2 separate regions of the Sus scrofa genome follow, and region 2 is linked to region 1. A link is a contact called in public Hi-C data. All regions are on one chromosome and are shown on one strand. Each heading gives the region's core, a stretch centred on a gene start, on an enhancer-like site or on the middle of the called end of the contact. The rest is flanking DNA. Distances are from core to core; before and after follow the strand shown.

Evidence for each region. Hi-C and Micro-C count contacts between places; a contact is called where the count stands out from the background.
Region 2: a Hi-C map of liver shows a contact between it and region 1, with 6 times the contacts expected there. The contact joins the promoter of SSR2 here to the promoter of RHBG in region 1. A contact is called at or near these places in 1 of 5 promoter capture datasets (fetal liver) and 1 of 47 Hi-C or Micro-C datasets (liver).

What each region holds. Positions count from the first base shown.
Region 1 is chr4:93,705,269-93,712,262 of Sscrofa11.1, forward strand. It overlaps RHBG (Rh family, B glycoprotein), which reads right to left and starts at 2,548. Exons shown (of 10, transcript NM_213996.1): 1 at 2,295-2,548. The coding sequence starts at 2,481.
Region 2 is chr4:94,006,963-94,013,386 of Sscrofa11.1, forward strand. SSR2 (translocon-associated protein subunit beta) reads left to right here and starts at 3,762. Exons shown (of 6, transcript XM_001928470.5): 1 at 3,762-3,861; 2 at 4,565-4,719. The coding sequence starts at 4,565.

The DNA.
Region 1 (6,994 bases), core at 1,298-3,797:
TTCTGAAGACCTTTCCTACAGAGACAGCAGACAGAGCCTCAGAGCAGCCATGCCTTTGGCACTGGCTGGTCCCACAGCTCAACAATAGCGGCAAAACTCCCTTTCATCTCTGAAATCAAAGGGCAGCGGCTACACCCCCCCTGGCCCTGACCACTTCTCCCGGGGACAGGTGAAGCCTCGGCTCATCAAAGCCCCAGGCTCCAGGGACCACACACCTCCCTCCTTCCCAACCTACCCCATACAAAGGTCCCAAGTCCACAGGGGTAGAAACTTAGGGCAGAAAAAGTGGTAGGATTCCTACTGCTATTTGTCTAACTGTAGTCCCGGGACAGAAAGCTGTGTGTGCAGGAGAGCCAACCATGGCAGCAGAGGGGCGAGAGGAGGGGGGTTTCAGGGAGGATTTTTTCTTTTCTTTTTCTCTCTCTCTCTTTTTTTTTTTTTTTTTTTTTTTTTTTTTTGCTTTTTAGGGCCATACCTGCAGTATATGGAGGTTCAAATCGGAGCTACAGCTGCTGGCCTACACTACAGACACAGCAATGCCAGATCCTTATCCCCTGAGCGAGGCCAGGGATAGAACCTGCAACCTCATAGTTCCTAGTTGGATTAGTTTCTGCTGTGCCATGATGGGAACTCCAGGACTTTTTCTTTTCTTTATTTTTTCTTTTCAGGGCTAGGGGTCGAATTGGAGATGCAGGTGCCAGCCTATGCTGCAGCCACAGCAGCTGGTGGCAATGCCGGATCCTTAATCCACTCAGCAAGGCCAGGGATGGAACCCACATCCTCATGGATACCAGCTGGGTTCTTAATCTGCTAAACCACAATGGGAACTCCCCAGGGAGGACTTTGAAGCCAGCAGCCTTAGGGGCATTGAGTGAGGCCCGTGGGAGAAGCAAGGGGAGGTTCATAGCAGGCAGCCAGCTCAGACCCTAGAACAAGAGCCTACTTCTCTCAGCTCATGGACTGTCCCCTCCCAACTCCCCATCTCCCTGGACAAATGCATACCTCAAGGGTCTGCCACCCAGCTCTATGGCTCTGGCTTTAATGCCAGTATCCGTGGCTCACCTCGTGTAGCTAGAAATGGGGTGAAATATGGGGAGGGAGGAGCTGCAGCCCCCTTCTGCCTAGGAAGGCTGATGGTCTGGCACTTTAAACCCAGATCCAAGCCTCCACCCCACCCTCTGTATCATCAGCATTGTGAGCTTCATTTTGTTGGGATTAGGACTGGGAAAGGGTCAGGTGGAGACAGCCTGCTGCCAGTTCTGCATAACAGCCTGGGATTTATATAGGAGACTCTTACATTCTGGGCCTTGCTTGAATGTATATCCTTCATACTGAGGCATCTTTCTCCCCAATGCTCAGATGGGGAAAACTGAGGCTTAGAGACCTGCTCAAGTATGTATGAAGTCTGGGAAATCTGGTGTCCTTGGTCCCAGCTGCCTAGGGCCTGAGTCACAAGGTTGGACCCCCAACCTTGAGGGAGAGGTTCTATTCCCAACAGAAGGCAGGAGCTTAGCCCTCTCCTTTCTGGGCCTCATCAGCAAGCAGATGAGCTGTGGCACAAGAAGCTCAGGATACTTAGTTCCAGCTCTGTCACTCACATGGCAGGTGATCATGAACAAATCACAACCTCTTTGAGCCTCAGCTTTCTCCCCTGAGAAATGGGCTAATAACCTTGCCATGCTTCCTTCTCAGGGCTGAGGACTGTTGGTTGGTAGGTAGGTATGTGGTTTTCTCTCTGACTCTGGAAGAGCCAGCTTCAGGGAACAGGGGAAGAAACATCTGAGCCCAATAGTTTTGGCTCCCTTCACAATTAATACCTGCATCACTGCTTCCTGCACCCCACTCCCTACCTCTCCTTCCCAGAAGGATTTTTTATTTTGTTTTGTTTGTTTGTTTATCATTTCCTGTGGTCAGGAGTCCCCAGGAAAGGCAGTCTCTGGAACAGACCAGCAAAGCCCAACTAGGCCAACAAGAGAGTAGGTTAAGTTGGGGGCTTCAGATCTGAGTTCAAATCCCAGCTCCCTCAATTCTGACAGCAAAAACCAGTCACTTAACCTCTCTGAACCTCATTTTCCCCATTTTTGTCTACTTCATAGACGAAAGGAGAAAATTCACATGCCACCTGGAACGTGGCACACACTAGTGAAAGTGTGTTACTATAAATCTGGGGCACCTTCATCTCAAAGTGAGAGGGTTGCCCACCTAGGGGTAGATCTGGGCAACCAAGCGCCCCCTCCCAAGACACCAGAGGGGCTTAGGGTCTTAGCTCCCCGCGCACCTTCACCTGTACTCACTTGGGTAGCGAAAGTAAAATTCATTGTCTGGGTTACTGTGGTTGCCCCAGTGCCAGAGGGCAGCGTCGGTTTCATGGTTGTAGCGGACGAAGACAGCAAAGAGGATGGCGGTGGCGCCCTGAAGGAGGAGGCATAGCAGGGGCAGCTGCAGTCGCCGGCCCCCGGCGCGGCGGGAGGACCCAGCCATGGGACAGAGGCTGCAAGTCTCCGGCTCCGGCTTGGGCTCCGGCTCCAGCTCCAGGCGCGCTGGGCTGGCAGACACTCTCGGGGCGGGCCGGGCAGGTTTCACCAGAACCAGGCCCCGCCCACCGGACGCAGGTCCCGCCCACACGGAGGCTTACCCGCCGCAGATCCACGCCCCAGCCCTCGGAGGCGAGGAAGGGGAGACGGTGAGGGCTAGGGTCTCGGGCCTAAGGTGAGGCAAGCAGTGGGAAGGAATGGGGCATTCGGACCCCAAATCCTTTTCCTTTAGCCCAGCTGACTCTGGCGCTGTTCCGTTTGGAACAGGTCCTTGGAAGTGACCCTGGAAAGACGCCCAGTGTTCTGCTCTGCTGGGGCACAGCTGCGGGATCCGGTGGGGGCGGCGGCGGAGGGGGGAAACACGGAGAAGGAGTGGGGGACAAAGAGGAGGGAGGAGAGGGAGGGCAATCCTTTCCTTAAATATGGTGTGAATTTAGAGAGTGTTTCCTAAAGAATAAGTGAAAATAAGCCTTATTTTTAGGCCCAGACCTCCCCGGCCCGGGGCCCCTCCAGGGTTAATAATACAAGAGAGAGTTGAGGGGTTACTCAACGTTTTCCCCAACTGAAAGAGAGATGGAGAAAGGAGATAAAGAGCCGGCTCTCGGCACTGATGATTAACCTGGTTGGGGAGGTCCAAGCCTCAGCAGGTGAGTTCCTTACCCCACTCCCCAGCCTCCTCACCTGCGTCAGCACCCCACCCCAGTTCTGGGGCAGGAGGCTGGACCTGGGAGCAGGCTGGGCTGGGGCCCACTGACACCTGGGTTCTCTGCACACCCAGTAAAAGAGTCTGGGCTGCCCCAACCTCTGGAAAGAAGGGAAGCCAATGTAAGAAGGCTCTTCTCAGTAAGGTGTCAAGATCCCCTTGTTACACAAGCAAGATTTGCATCCACTGGGGCCCTGGTAGACAGACACGGAGGAGTTAGCCATTAATTGAGCATTTACTGTGAACCAGGCTTCAGAGATGAACCAAAGGACCCCTCCCTCCAGAAGCCACTGTTCAGTAGCGAGCCAGATACTTAGGAGGGATTTGAAGTGCCATTGGAGTAAATGTGTGACCCCAGGAATCACAGAGGCTTGGGGGCCCAGATGAGAAGCTGCAGAACTCTCAGGAGTGGGGATGCAGGAGGGGACAGAGATGGAGAATTGCTTCCTGGGAGGTGGTGTCTGCAGGCAGCCTGGAAGGACAACCTAGAAATTGAGTAAGTAAAGAAAGACGAGGAGTTCCCATCATGACTCAGTGATTAACGAACCCTGACTTGAATCCATGAGGATGCAGGTTTGATCCCTGGCCTTGCTCAGTGGGTTAAGGATCTAGCGTTGCCCTGAGCTGTGGTGTAGGTCGCATAAGCGTCTTGGATCCCGTGTTGCTATGGCTCTGGTGCAGGCCGGCGGCTACAGCTCCGGTGAGACCCCTAGCCTGGGAACTTCTATATGCCACGGGTGCAGCCCTAGAAAGACCAAAAAAAAAAAAAAAAAAAAAAAAAAAAGAAAGAAGAGGCAATGTTTCAAGAGGGGACACATAGGCAGAAGCCATGTGTATGATGGGCGCTTTAGCAGTTAAGGCTGGAGATGGGTAATCAGCAGGCTGAGGTGTGTGGCCAGTACCCGGTGGGTGCTGGGTCACTGGAGACCTCTATACAGATGGAGGACCCTTGCATTATTCCTTCTGACACCCAGAAGCCACAAGGGAAAGAAGAAAACCCGAAGGCCAGTGGGGTTGGGGGTCGGGGAGGTCCTCTGTCTACACTGCCCACAGCCAAGCCTCCCCTGTCTGAGGGGGCTTGTGGGTGTTGGCAAAGATGTCTGAGACCCTGGCCTGAAGGAAGAGCTGCCATTCTCAAGGGACATATCCTAAGCCCATCAGGACCAGCCGCCTCCCAGAGCTGATGCAGGATGGGGCTCCTCCTAGGAAGAGGGCCTGCCCCTTCTCAGCAACAGGCAGGGACAGGGGTGACAGGAGTCCCTGACCCTCCTCCTTCCATCCCCTACTGCCCTTTCTCCAGTTCACCCCCTCCCCTCAGGAGCCTGAGCCTCTGGCCCAGCATGGGCTCTGGGGGGCAGCTGGGTTCTAGGTGCCCAGCCAGGGAGGCCTGGGCAGGTGGGAGCCAGCCTGTGACAGCACTGCTTCTAGCAGGCTGAGCAGCCTCTCTGGCTTTCTGTGGACCCTGGCCCCTGGCCCCGGGGCTCTCTGTCACTACTTGGTCAGCATGATGGTCAGTACTACTTGGTCAGTTTTCTAGCTCCTCTGCAGGTGGTGACGGGGGTGGGAGGGGGGGCAGGGGAGGAGAACATGTCTGGTCAGCAGCCTTTGGATAATGATTCTCCGATAATTCAGCATCTGGGGTGTGCTCCCAGGTTCAGCCCTCTGCCCCAGAGATGCACCCTGTGTCCCGAGCCCTGTTTGGAAGCAGGGGTTGCCCTGGGTTGCCCGGGCAGGGACAGGACAGGCCTTCCAAGGGGAAGAATCTTCAAAAGCAGCAGAACCTGAGAGAGCAAGGAGGAGTGGGCTGGCCTTCCCAGCATCTTCTTGGAGCCTCCGCCCTGATGCCAGCCTCCTCCATCTCTGTCTCACCTGTTGTCATTCTCCATCTCTCTGAATTTCTCTGAATCTCTGATTTTCCATCTCCTCTGTTGCCGACCCAGTCATTCAACTAATATTCATTTAATATCAACCCTGGGCAAAGCCCTGGAGCTATGACCTGAGGGTCTAGTCCACACGTATAATACAGGGTGCTCCTGACCCTGGCAGGTGTTAACCCTTGATTTGCTGGATTGTGGGAGGTCTGGAGGGAGCCGCCTGGAAGGGCCAAGATAGCTAGGCCAGCCTCTCAAGGGCACACGCGGAGACCTTTGGGCAATTGCTATTTCCCAACTTTTATAGGAGGATTTTGGTATTTTAACAATGAATGGGTACCTGCTGGTATCCCCCCTGGTCCAGCAGAGAGCCAGACCCTGAAAGTCCTCCCTTTCTGAGGGTCCCCTTGGCCCACCCGCCACCTCTGAGGGATCTCCTCACTGGCCTATAGCTGTGAGGGCTCCCTGGGCCCGCTATGGAGAATCTCAGTCCTCAAAAAAATAAATAAATAAAGGGATACAGCAAAGGAGTTCCCATCATGGCCTACCAGGTTAAGAACCCAACTAGTATCCATGAGGAAGTGGGTTTGAGCCCTGGCCTTGTTCAGTGGGTTAAGAATCTGGTGCTGCCGTGGGCTGTGTGTGGTGTAGGTCGCAGATGTGGCTTAGATCCCGTGTTGCCATTGCTGTGGCTGTGGCATAGGCCGGCAGCTGCAGCTCCAATTTGACCTCTAGCCTGAGAACTTCCATATGCCATGGGCACGGGCTTAAAAGGAAAAAAATACTTTAATTTTTTTTTTTTTTTAAATAAAAGGAGGGAGTTCCCGTTATGGCTCTGTGGTTAACGAATCTAAGAACCATGAGGTTTAGGGTTCGATCCCTGGCCTCACTCAGTGGGTTAAGGATCCGGTGCTGCCATGGGCTGTGGTGTAGATTGCAGACGTGGCTCGGATCCTGCTTTGCTGTGGCTGTGGCCTAGGCCGATAGCAACAGCTCCGCTTAGACCCCTAGCCTGGGAACCTCCATATGCTGAGGGTGCGGCCCTAGAAAAGGCAAAAAGACAAATAAAATAAAATAAAATAAAATAAAATAAAATAAAATAAAATAAAATAAAATAAAATAAAATAAAATAAAATAAAATAATGTAGTTCCCGTCGTGGCGCAGTGGTTAACGAATCCGACTAGGAACCATGAGGTTGCGGGTTCGGTCCCTGCCCTTGCTCAGTGGGTTAACGATCCGGCGTTGCCGTGAGCTGTGGTGTAGGCTGCAGACGTGGCTCGGATCCCGCGTTGCTGTGGCCCTGGCATAGGCCGGTGGCTACAGCTCCGATTCAACCCCTAGCCTGGGAACCTCCATATGCCGCAGGAGCGGCCCAAGAAATAGCAAAAAGACAAAAAAAAAATAAATAAATAAATAAAATAAAATAAAATAAAGGGAGAATCTCAGTCCATGGTTTTCTTTTGGATTACCAAGTGCTGTCAGGGCCCTGGGCCCTCCCTCCTGCCTTCTCTGGCCCTGGAAAATCTGATGGAATAAGGGGGGGGGCTTCATCTCCCCTCCCACCCCAGATGTCTTCTGAAGGGCCTTAACTCTGTCACCAGCTCCCACCCTGCCTGGTCTGGGGTTTGCCCAATCTTTGACCTTCCATCTCCAGTTTCCAGCTGTGACCAGCCAGGCACCTGAGAGTGGCCACGGGGAACTGGTATCTGCTGCTTCTCCTGGCCCAGGCTGGCCAGGCTGTCTATGGGGACTAGGGCTTGGGTTACTGAGTAACTTGGGGTAGCTTGGAGCTGTTCTCTGCTGGGGTCACCTCCTTCTTACTCCCCGCTCTCTTGGCTCAGGAATCCCCAAAGCCAGTTGGCTCCTTTTGCTCCATCGAGCTACT
Region 2 (6,424 bases), core at 2,512-5,011, 300 kb after region 1:
AAAGAGGAGTTCCTGTCGTGGATCAGCGGTTAACAAACCTGACTGGCATCCATGAGGACATAGGTTCAATCCCTGGCCTCGCTCAGTGGCTTAAGGATCTGGTGTTGCTGTGAGCTGTGGTGTAGGTAGCAGACACGGCTCGGATCCTGCATTGCTGTGGCCCCGGCATAGGCTGGTGTCTACAGCTCCCATTGGACTTGTAGCCTGGGAACCTCCATATGCCACAGGAAACGGCCCTAAAATGAGAGAAAGACAAAAAAAAAGACAGGAGTTCCCACCGTGGCGCAGTGGTTAACGAATCCGACTAGGAACCATGAGGTTGCGGGTTCGATCCCTGCTCTTGCTCAGTGGGTTGACGATCCGGCGTTGCCGTGAGCTGTAGTGTAGGTTGCAGACGTGGCTCAGATCCCGCGTTGCTGTGGCTCTGGCATAGGCCGGGGGCTACAGCTCCGATTAGACCCCTAGCCTGGGAATCTCCATATGCCATGGGAGCGGCCCAAGAAATAGCAGAAAAGAAAAAAAAAAAAAAAAGACAAAAACAAGGTGGGGGGCCTGGGACACTCCTCAAGATTTCTGCTCACCCCAGGTCCCCGCCTGGTTGGTGGAACTGAGGAATGACTGAGTGGCAAAGCGGAGGTGAAGGGCCTTAAAGGGCCCAACTGAGTTCCCTATGGTTCCAGAGAGGCTGAATAAGGCTGATGGGGATGCAGCTGTGCCCTGTGGGACCTCAGCCCAAGAGTGGACACCAGAGAGGAAAAGTATTGAGACCAAGAGCCAGAAGTCCTTGATCCCCTCCATCATGCGTCTGAGAGCCCTCTAGCAAATTAGAAGCACCTCTGAAGAAAACGGTTGGGGTGTCCCTGCATCATTAGAGATTTAAGTTCTTGCTACCTAATGGAAAAGGTGCTGAAGGCAGAAATTGGGTTTGAATGTAGAAAAGTAAGGAAGTCAACATTTTTTGGACATATAAGTTCGCATCCTAACATTTGTAACCACTATTCCAATACTGTTTGATTTTTTTAAAAATGAGAATATCAGGAGTTCCCATCGTGGCACAGTGGTTAACGAATCCGACTAGGAACCATGAGGTTGAGGGTTCGAACCTTGGCCTTGCTCAGTGGATTAAGGATCCGGCGTTGCTGTGAGCTGTGGTGTAGGTTGCAGGCGAGGCTCAGATCCCACTTTGCTGTGGCTCTGGCACAGGCTGGCGGCTACAGCTCCGGTTCGACCCCTAGCCTGGGAACCTCCATATGCCGTGGGAACGGCCCAAGAAATGGCAAAAAGACTCCCCCCCCCAAAAAAAAGAGAGAGAGAGAATATCAGCATTTCTTTTCTTCCTTTTTTCAGGTGCACAGCACCTGAGGCATATGGAAGTTCCTGGGCTAGGGATTGAATCTAAGCCTCATCTGCAGCCTATGCCACAGCTTTGGCAATGTTAGATCCTTAATCTGCTGAGCTGGGCTGGGGATTGAACCAGCAAAGCCACAGAGACAAGCCGGATCATTAACCCACTGCATCACAGTGGGAACTCCTAAGTATGTATTATTTGTGTAAATTAAAAAAATTATATTTGTAGGAGTTCCCATCGTGGCACAGTGGAAACGAATCTGACTAGGAACTATGAGGTTGCGGATTCGATCCCTGGCCTTGCTCAGTGGGCTAAAGATCTGGCATTTCCATGGCTGTGGTGCAGGCCAGCAGCTGTAGCTCCAATTAGACCCCTAGCCTGGGAACCTCTATGTGGTGTGGGTGTGGCCCTAAAAAGCAAAAAAAAAAAAAGAAAAAAAATTGTTAAATTCCACTTCTATGGAGTACCTAGAGTAGTCAAATTCATAGAGACAGAAAATAGAATAACTGCCAGCGGCTTGGGACAGGAGAAAGGGGAGTTATTGCCTAATAGGTATATGGAGTTTCAGTTCAGGAAGATGAAAAAGTTCTGGGAAGGGGTGGGTGGTAGTGATGGCTGCACAATAATGTGAATGCACTTAATGTCACTGAACATTTACATTTAAAATGGTAAATTTCATGTTATGTGTATTTCGTGTTATGTATATTTGCCACAATAAAAAAAAGAATGTAAAAGAAAAAGGAAAAATGACTGTTGCAAAGTTACTGTAACAGCTTTGATTCTGGATGTTTCTCAAAAACAGACATGGTTCATATTCACTCCATTACCATTTACCGAGTGCACTTCCAGCTAACTTATGCCCATCTGAAGCCCCTAAATTTTGCAGCAAGACTATTTCTGGGTACCTGCCTAGCCACCAGCCTGAAAGCAGCTTGCCACTTCCTTCTCGGCCTGGTCACATACTCTCTTGGTGGCCCTCTTGTTGCAGATCCCAAAAGAGAGGTCAGTGGGCAGCTTGGGTTCTGCCTTAAAAACCACAAAACAGGACATGAAACCAGTGACACTGCCCTGGGGGCACAGAGTGCACCCTAGGTAGCCTTACCATTTCTGCATGCCTCTGGTCCTGGCACGCAGTTCCATGTTCATCTAACAAAGTTCTACTTCAGGAGTTCCCGTCGTGGCGCAGTGGTTAACGAATCCGACTAGGAACCATGAGGTTGCGGGTTCGGTCCCTGCCCTTGCTCAGTGGGTTAACGATCTGGCGTTGCCGTGAGCTGTGGTGTAGGTTGCAGACGCGGCTCGGATCCTGCGTTGCTGTGGCTCTGGCGTAGGCCGGTGGCTACAGCTCCGATTCAACCCCTAGCGTGGGAATCTCCATATGCCCCGGGAGTGGCCCAAAGAAATAGCAACAACAACAACAACAACAACAACAAAAAAAAGACAAAAAAAAAAAAAAAAAAGTTCTACTTCAATCTCTTGGTGGGGTTCCCTTGAAGATGGCAGGAAGAAGTTGTATTTTTTTGGAAGTCTTTCAATGGAAATATTTTCCTTAGCAATTGACTCTCAAATCTCTCCTCTAGTCAGAATAGATTCCAATAAGGAGACTGTAAATAGAGATGATGAAAATTCATCCAATCAGCAGGTGTTTCTTGAGCACCTCCTGTGCGTTCAGCATCACTGTAGGATCTCTGAATAAGTGTACACTAGAGAAATAGCACCTAATCATGAAGGTAGATTTTCCAGATCAGAAACAATCAGAAAAAAACCAAAAACCAAGCCGGAGTTCCCGTTGTGGCTCAGCGGTAATGAACTCGACTAGTGTCCATGAGGACTAGGGTTCAATCCTTGGCCTCACTCAGTGGGCTCAGTGGGTTAAGCTTCCACTGAGCTGTGATGCAGACAGCAGAGGCGGCTAGCCCGGGAACATCCATATGCCTCAGGAGAGGCCCTAAAAAAAAAAAAAAAAAATTAAAGAAAGGATCTACTTTTTTGGAACCTCAAAGGGCTTCTAAGGAAAGTTCAGGGCTTTCTAGGGTAGCTAGCTGGATATAGAAGATGAGTAAATTTTTCGCCTAGAAATACAGAGAATGGTGGTAGCCCGGAGAGCAACAGTTTTTCTCTAATTCCTAGCTCGATAGTACACTCGACATTGTAGACAGAAGATCCTAATCTCTACGTTTGCCAGTCCCACAAAGCACTTAATCAGGTGCTGGTCATCTACGGTACTGGAAAGCCAGCTTGAAAAGCCACTCTAGACGGCAGAATAATAAAAGCGTGAAAGAAAAGAAAGAAAAGCGTGAAGGAGCACAGACAAATCGATCACAGAGGCTGCAGCATCCCGGAGGCAGGCGCGCTCTACAAAGGAAAGGTGGGGCTTGTCTGAGAACTACAACTCCCAGAAGGCATCCAGCAGAGTACCAACGTTTCCGGCCAGAGCTCATTTCCGGTCTTTCGGGTGCTGACGCTCTCTTCCGGCCTTCGTGGCCCCCTGAAGGGTTTGTGGGGTGCGCACGGTGAGTCCTTTGATTCTGGGGGTGCCAAAGTTCGTGTCCACACAACACTCAGCGGCTGAGGGTTAGCTTTGGCAGGGCGGGGAGGGAATAGAGCACGCTGGCTGGAGGACGTGTAATCTTGGCAAGAGACGGAGGGGGGGCAGAACAGACTAAGCCCTCAGAGGGCCCCAGAAAGGGATGTGGAAGACGAGGACGAATGCGGTCCCGCGGGAAAAATGGACAGTAGGATACAGGGGCGTGAGGGAGGACCCCGCTAGCGCGCATTGGGATACCTGGGGTGCTGGTGGAGGAATAGCAGCCGGGGAAAGGCAACAGTCGTGAGGGATTCCTGTGTGAAGGAAAGCTAGAGGCTGCTACAGTTCCGAGATGGGCCGAAATGCGGCAGGCCAAGGAAACCTCTATTCTGGCCACATGGAGCTCTCTCAGAAGACCCCAGTAATTGGGGAGCACCCAGGACCCCTCGCAGTAATAGGTAGCAGATATGCCCTGGAGGTCTACAGATTTTCGAGGGCTGCAGGGTGGATTTGGTGGGAAGCTTGCGAATGGGACAGCTTTGGTAGCGTATACTCTGCTCTGTGAAAGTGGCCGCTGCTTTGATGAGCTCAAAAGATCTTTTGACGGACTTTGTAAGAAAGGACTGTCAGAAAGATTTTGGTGGTTTTACATGCTTGGATTGACTGCTCACTTGCTTTTTCCTCCAAAGATGAGGCTGCTGGCATTCGTGGTGTTGACTCTCTTTGCTGTCACTCAAGCAGAAGAAGGAGCCAGGCTTTTGGCCTCCAAATCACTGCTGAACAGATATGCTGTGGAGGGGCGAGACTTGACCTTACAGTACAACATCTACAATGTTGGCTCAAGGTAAGGAGGCCCTGAAGCTATAGGTTGGGCCCTTTTAAGCTTCTCAGGTATCTTGACTGGGAACAGGGATCAGTAATGATTTATCTTTGGGAGGACTCCAGCAACAGGTATAGTGTGTAAATGAATTCACTGCTGGATGACTTTTGGAGGAGGATATTCTTACCTAAGCTACAGGAAACCATCCTCCAATTTTGTGAGTTGCTAGAGTCTCATAGTGGAGAAGAAGAAAGAATTGTGTGAAATAGGGAGAGAAGGATGAAAAGGCAGAAAAGAGGAGTTCCCCATGTGGCTCAGCAGAAACGAATCTGACTAGGATCCATGAGGATGCAAGTTCAATCCCTGGCCTCGATCAGTGGGTTAAGGGATCTGGCGTTGCTGTGAGCTCAGGTTTAGGTTGCAGACTCAGCTCAGAGCCCTCATTCCTGTGGCTGTGGTGTGGGTGGTAGCTGTAGTTCCAATTCGACCCCTAGCCTGGGAACTTCTACATGCCGTGGGTGCAGCCCTAAAAAAGCAAAAAAAAAAAAAAAAAAAAAAAAAGAAAGAAAGAAAAAAAGGCAAAAAACACATGATCCTTTGTTACCTCAAAGGTTTCTTTCAGCTCCCTTCCTTCCTTTTTTTTTTTGATCTCTGCATACTTCTTTATTAGCAAAGAGACTAATTATTCAGACTAGAGATAGAGACTGCAGAGGAAAAATAACTTGATCCTGCAATTCTAGAACAAACTGCATAGTATGGGAGTCTTAAGTTTTCACAGAATAGGGGAAAAAAAGAGAAAAATCATTTAGAACAGTCTTTCCCAAAATTTCAGTCATGTTCTTGGGGGAGGGGGTTACAAGTTTTCTGTGGTAACATTTAAATCTAAACCAATTAATACACACTTGTTCAGGATGCCCTGGGAGACCGTCTTACATGGCAGAGGGTTACCGTATGATCGCCACGTCTGCTCTCATACCTCTGATTTCTGGGGCACCAAGTGAAGACCAGGTGTGCTTCACTTTTCATGTGGCATCTCTCATTGGGTGCTCAGACCCTTCACACCATTGTTAAACATTTCCTATGAGATCTGTGAGTTGTCGTGGTTCAGGACACTCGTTCATAGCAGGGATTCTCAGAGTAGGGTGGGGTGGGGATGGTAGCCAGGGAGACACATGAAGTGTGAAAAGGAACATTCAAACTACCTATTGATTTTGTAAAACCAATTCCATAAAGTCAACCTTGACAAAATTTTTGAGCAGTAGCAGAAAACCAACTATAGATTCACCCGAGGGGGGCTGTGGTAAACTTGGCTGGGAAATACTGGTGTAGAGGTAAAAGAGTCTCAGCACACGAGAACAGTTAGGAAGACCATGTGCCAAACGAATGTGTAAAGAACGTCTTTGAGATCAGTGATTAAGCCGTAACTTGTCATGGTCTTTTGGACCCAAAGGGCCAATCCACGAGAAACCCAAGACATCCATCAAACTTCTCAGATTTCTTTGGGGCAAGGTGATCCACTTTTAATACAGAGTCAGAAGAAGAAAAATATGGTTTTGCTCCCCCAAATCCACCCTCTCCCCGTTATTTGTGTTAACATGTTTTCAGAATTTTTTTTGCTTTTTAGGACTACACTCTCGGCATATGGAAGTTCCCAGGCTACAGGTTGAATTGGAGCTACCGTTGCCGGCCTACTCCATAGCCATAGCAATGCAAAATCCAAGCTGTGTCT